2 separate regions of the Mus musculus genome follow, and region 1 is linked to region 2. The links are chromatin contacts, called in public promoter capture Hi-C maps. All regions are on one chromosome and are shown on one strand. The core of a region is the stretch at or near the end of the contact, and the rest is flanking DNA. Distances in the headings are between cores, read along the strand shown.

Region 1 (2,700 bases), core at 93-2,592, 460 kb after region 2:
TAGTAAATGATATGTTATTAGAGGTGTTCTGGCAATAATTGTCCCTCAAATTTAAGGCAATATTAGAAAGACTTCCATCTAATGCTGGGAGCAAACCCTCCTGTACCTGGATGACTGTCTTCATGCAATAGCATGAGGTGAACCTGGCAACAATTATATTGACCTTTTTTTTTTCCCATTCAAAATGTTAGCATGATCTACATCTTACCTTAACCACACTGACCAGTTCTGGACACTGAGCAACAGTGATGGCTCTAGTATTTAACCTTTTAAAAGATTATCTTAAAGCTTTGGGGTATCTTTAAGATTTTTTAAAATGACGTTTGAAGAAGGGTTACATGCGCACATGGTAACTCACAGTCCTGAGGATTGAGAATTGCACTTCAGGCTTTGTGACAGGCATGGGCTTTAACCCAGTGAGCCATCCTACTGGCCTTGCATTGGCCGTTGGTAGCCCTTAAAAGGTTTTCCCAAGGGATTTGTCAAGTCTACAGAGCCAAGGCTGAGCAGGGCAGACAAGCCTTTAAAACTTGGCAGGTGGACACCGTCCTTGAGCAACGACTAAGTCTGCTTTTCACTTGAACCACACAGGGGCCTGGGTTGTCCAGAGATGCCTCATGGCCAGGATATTGCGGAAGTCCTGTATTCCTAGCCAAGGACTGTGGCGAAACTTGGTGTGGGGACCGTGGTGAAACTGGATTAAAGGGGTTCGTGTATATCTGTGCTAAAGAAAGATGGGACTTCTTCAGCTACCGTGGTCCCTCCAAGCAGAGAAGCAAGCAGAGAGGCTATGCCAAGGTGTCAGCTGTGGAAGAATGTTAAGGATGGAAGAGCTAAAGGGCACCTGCAACATTCCATAGCATCACATTATCAGGGTTCAGGAGACTTCCAGATTTACCCTTTGCCCTACCTCAGATTCGTTGTGAAACTAGAGGGCAGTTTGGGTGACCTTAGTGGCTTTTGCTTGCTGACAGCCATGCTCATGGACCTGAGGGAGGCCACGCCCACCTTGCGGCTTTGGAGGGAGAGGCGGAGTCAGCAGGACTGGGCGGGACCTGAAGGAGGACTGGGCCTTAAGGGGCGGGGCAAAAGACCGAGGAGGCGCGGCCGGAGGGGAAGGACTGGAGCTGGTGGGCGTGGCCTGAGAGGCACCGCGGGTCTGAGGGGCTTGGATCAGCCCAGATAGGGCGGGGCTTGGGAGGCGGGAATGGCGCCGATGGGGCGGGACCTGAGAGGAGCGGTGGGTGTGATGGGGCGGGACAGCCTCGACCTGTGCGACAGGAGGGGAGGAGCTGGCGAGGGGGAGTGGGCGCGCTAAGAGATGGGGCGGGGAGGAGCCTGCGGACGGGGCGGGGCGGCGTGGCACGGCACGCGCACTACCAGCCGCCCGGCCCTGCTGCTGCTGCTGCAACGCCGGTGGCGCAGCCAAGAGAGCAGCTGCGGCCGCGACTCCTTAAATAGCATCGCAACCCGGCGCGGGGCAGTTCGTGGATTGCAGTGACAGCCGCCTGTGGAGCAGCCCGGGCAGCGGAGGAGGTGAGTGCGCCAGCCGCGAAGGGCCGCGAGTCGGCCAAGGCGACCCTAGCCGGGCCGAGACGGGAGAACCTCCCCGCGGCTCTGCGGGACGTTCCGCTTTTCCGGCCTGGGCTCCACGGCCTCGTTTCCCTCGGCTTCGGGAGGCTCTGGGGCCGCTCCGGCGGCCGCCGCTTCCGGTGCCGGAGCCCGGGTTCCCCCGCGGGCCGTGCGCGCGCGGGGCTGGTGCACCGCGGAGTCAAGAGGTTCCTCTCTGCACGGTCCCTGGCTGGTGTGGCGGCTGGGACCTTCCCTCCCCGGCTCAGGTGCCGAGAGGTGGTCCTGCTTGCTGGGGACCCTGGCGTCTCCGCCACCGCATCCCTCGTACCCCCAGAGGCGGGGATTGTGAGGCGCGCACTCACCGCGCGTGGACACGGACTGTCCCGGTGCCGCTCTGTGACGTGCCCCTGCGCCGAGCGTTCGAGGAGGGTCAGAAGCAGCGCTCAGAGCCCGATGTCATAAGTAGAAATTCTCGCGGTGTCTCCAAGAGGAGCTCCCAGAGCCACTACACACAGTGGTGATGGAGTCATTGATTTAAGGCAATCTGGCTTTTAATTTTTTTTTAAATTAGGGAGCAAAAATGATATTTATCACCTTGAAACGTAGACCCCGAGTGCTGATACAGGACTTAAAAGATCACATGGATTAGAATCTAGAGAAGGCAGCTCCATCTAATCACTGCACTATGCCCGAGCTTACAGACCATCTTGCCACACCGCTCAAGCTCATGGTTATGGAACCTAGTTAAGAATGGCCGTTATGAAAATGCTTCCTCTTGGAACTGTGAGTATCCATCTCTAGTCTTCCCTTTAAGGACTTGACATTTGATTATGTTTCTGGGATACACGTTTCAAAACGTAATCTGTGGTTAGCCCAATGAAAATTATTAGCGTAACTCAGAAATCATCCAAACCCTTCTAGTTCACCAAAGTTAAGAACTGAAGGTCTGCAATGGGCAAGGTTAAGAATGGGAGCAACGGAAAGGAACCATCGGTTTGGAGCAATGTGGTGAGGTGTGACAACAGAAAACAGACAGGGCCGGATCCTGGGAGATGTTTTTTCTTGTAGTTCAGCTGAAGGAAATCCCTTTGTGGTGGGAGGCTGGTTCTTTGTAAAAGGTCTGCATTG
Region 2 (2,700 bases), core at 35-2,534:
AGCAAAGAAATAATGTTATGGTTGGAGGGGTCACCACAATATGAGGACCTGTATTAAAGGGCCACAGCATTAGGAAGGTTGAGAACCTCTGCTCTAAACCTTGTTAGATAGTAGCACACTGTATTAATGTCTTCAGAGAAATAACATCTTTTCATCTAGTTTGTGAGTGGTGGTTGACAGTAGGCTGTCATATTTGGATTGCTTTCTTCTATATATCTTACACATGTGGCTTCGTTCATTGGGAACTTTATATTCTTTAGTGGAAACTTAGATTTTGCAATATACATAATCCAATTACTTTACTTTTTAAAGATTTATTCTTATGAGTATGTGTATGTGTGTCTGCATGCATATATGTCCCATGTGAGGGGTGCCAGCAGAGCCGAGAAGTGGGTGGTCACTCTCTAGAGCTGGAGCTACAGGTGGTTGGGACCCACTCAAGGTGGCTTCTGGGAACCAAGTTCAGATCCTCTGGAAACACTTTGACTTGTTTTTTTTTGTTGTTGTTGTTGTTTTGTTTTAATTAATTTCTTTCTATTTTTATGTGTATGAGTGGTTTGACTGCATGTGTGTATGTGTATCACTAGAGAGATACATGTGTGTACATGTACACTAGGCACATGTGTCTAGTGACTGAATAAGTCAGAAGAGGGCATCCAATCCCCAGGAACTGTGTTACAGACAGTTGTGAGATGCCCTGTGGTGTGCTGGGAACTAAACCCTGATGCTCTTAACTGCTGAAACCACATCTCCAACCCAGTAACCAGCAACTTTGTTTTTTGTCTGGTTGTGGACAGGGTCTCACTATTTCGTCCAGGCTGCCTTGTACTAGCAGAGATCTGCTAACCTCAGCCTCCTGAGTGCCAGAATTAAAGACATTTCGCCACCATGCTGGGCCCATTAACTTTGTATATCAAGGAAAGGACACTTTAAGAACCTTTATTTCAAACTACAGATAAAGAAATTAGCTCTTAATTAACTCCTCCCACATACAGACATTTCAGTGATTTTATTTTATTTTTATTTTTTGCTGACTTAGTAAACCATGTCTTTTTTTTTTTTTTTTTTTGAGTTCCACTCTCATCCAATGAAGCAGCGTGTTGCCTAAAATAGTATCCTGTAAGTATGTAAATGCAGCTTTCCAATCACACAAAGCTTCTCTTAAGAACTTCTGTAGACCACCAATCAGAGAGACCTGGCCTGGGCGCTGGCTCCTGATTGGTGGAAGTAAGTTGAACCAGTAGAATGTCAAAGACCAAAACAGAAAGAAAAAAAAAAAAGCATAGCAACAACAGAGTTTGCTGTCTTCACTACTCTCAGCTTAGGCCAACCTGGACTCCTTCAACCCAAATGAGGTGGCCCCTACATTTTATATGAAGGCTCTGATTTACCATGCAGCAGTGGTCCATCTGGTAACATGGCAATCCAGTACAGACTGGAAGAGAAGACTGAGCAACAGAGCTAAAACACAGTGTATTCCCAGGTAAAACAGACGCATCCTGTCATCCGAAACGGATTACTCTGGCCAGTTTCAGTTAAAGGGCGACAGGAAAGTCCTCCGTGACAGGAGCAGCGACTGTGAGCGGTGTAGTCTGTTGCCACTGAGTGGCAGCAGTTGGGAATGACAGGACGCCCCCTGCCATGTGTGAATCCTTAGCCAGTCGGGATTTGTTGCTAGCTCAGGGTCCCTTGGCCAGGCAATGTGGGGCAGATGCTTCTGTGATGGGGAGTGAAGTCTCCCTTGGTGCTTTCCCGGGAGGAGAAATTGTAACCACCTATGTGTTCTTCCTTAACAGGACCCACATTGTGGAGACAGGATGAAGCTGAGCAGCGAGAAGTTGCCCAAAAACCCTTTCTCTCTGTCTCAGTATGCTGCCAAACAACAGAAATTCTTCCAGTGGAAGAAGGAAAAGCCCGGTATACATCTGAATAGTTAATTCTTGCTTGGAAACTATTTTTACTGAAATTCCATGTAAGCTTAGAATAAACAAAACAAACAAACAAAAACCCATGCCACTGGTTTCCAGGAGGTAGTTAATGTTATACTCCTTTCTGGCTTTCCTGGAGATTAGTGACCTTCTTACTCAGACAGCAAGCTGATCCTGGAGGTGTTTCACAATTCAAGCCTGATTACATTTTCACCCCTCCCCCCCCCAGCACTTAGGGATTCGTTCTAAAAAAGAGACGCCAGATGTTGCTTCCCTCAGAGAGCGCAACGCTGCGCTTTACTTCAAATGGATACTGAAAGCTATTTTTACATAAGCTTGTAAAAACTAAACTGGAGATGGCCAGCCCATTTGATTAGTAGTCCTAACATGGCTCAGGCTAAGAGTTTAACTCATTCACAGACAGCTTTGCCCAGTGCATGCAGAGACTGCATTGGAGTGCCTACCCGGCAGTGAACCCTCACCCAAGCACAATAAACACTTCTTGATTATGCCAGGTGTGTGTTGGTGCTGTGATCATGACTCTGCTTAGGTTATGTTCTTTCTCTGAGCTAAGCTTTAGGGATGAGAAGTTGGAAAGAAACTGAGATTAACAGCATCTAATGAATTCTACGTTACGTGTGGCTTCACGAGAGAACCTGCACGTTATATAACTAACACCGTTTTTGCCTTTCTGAATCAGATTATTACCTCCACGCTAATTTGGTGGATACAGCATTGCAGTTCCTGAAAGAAAGAATAAGAAGAGGGGATG

What was found. Promoter capture Hi-C pulls out the DNA fragments that hold promoters and counts their contacts.
Region 1: a contact with region 2 is called in a promoter capture Hi-C map of stem cell-derived epiblast-like cells, with 4 times the contacts expected there. The contact joins the promoter of Acsl1 here to the promoter of Lrp2bp in region 2. A contact is called at or near these places in 10 of 39 promoter capture datasets (the 3T3-L1 cell line, cranial neural crest, embryonic stem cells and 6 more), 1 of 484 Hi-C or Micro-C datasets (myocytes) and 1 of 115 datasets of contacts at active chromatin or transcription factors (effector CD8 T cells).

What each region holds. Positions count from the first base shown.
Region 1 is chr8:46,469,695-46,472,394 of GRCm38.p6, forward strand. Acsl1 (acyl-CoA synthetase long-chain family member 1) reads left to right here and starts at 1,343. Exons shown (of 21, transcript NM_007981.4): 1 at 1,343-1,536. Gm31050 (a long non-coding RNA gene) reads right to left here and starts at 1,356. Exons shown (of 2, transcript XR_378936.3): 1 at 911-1,356; 2 at 297-805.
Region 2 is chr8:46,009,318-46,012,017 of GRCm38.p6, forward strand. It overlaps Lrp2bp (Lrp2 binding protein), which reads left to right and starts at 1,285. Exons shown (of 9, transcript NM_026278.3): 1 at 1,285-1,483; 2 at 1,797-1,917; 3 at 2,629-2,700. The coding sequence starts at 1,818.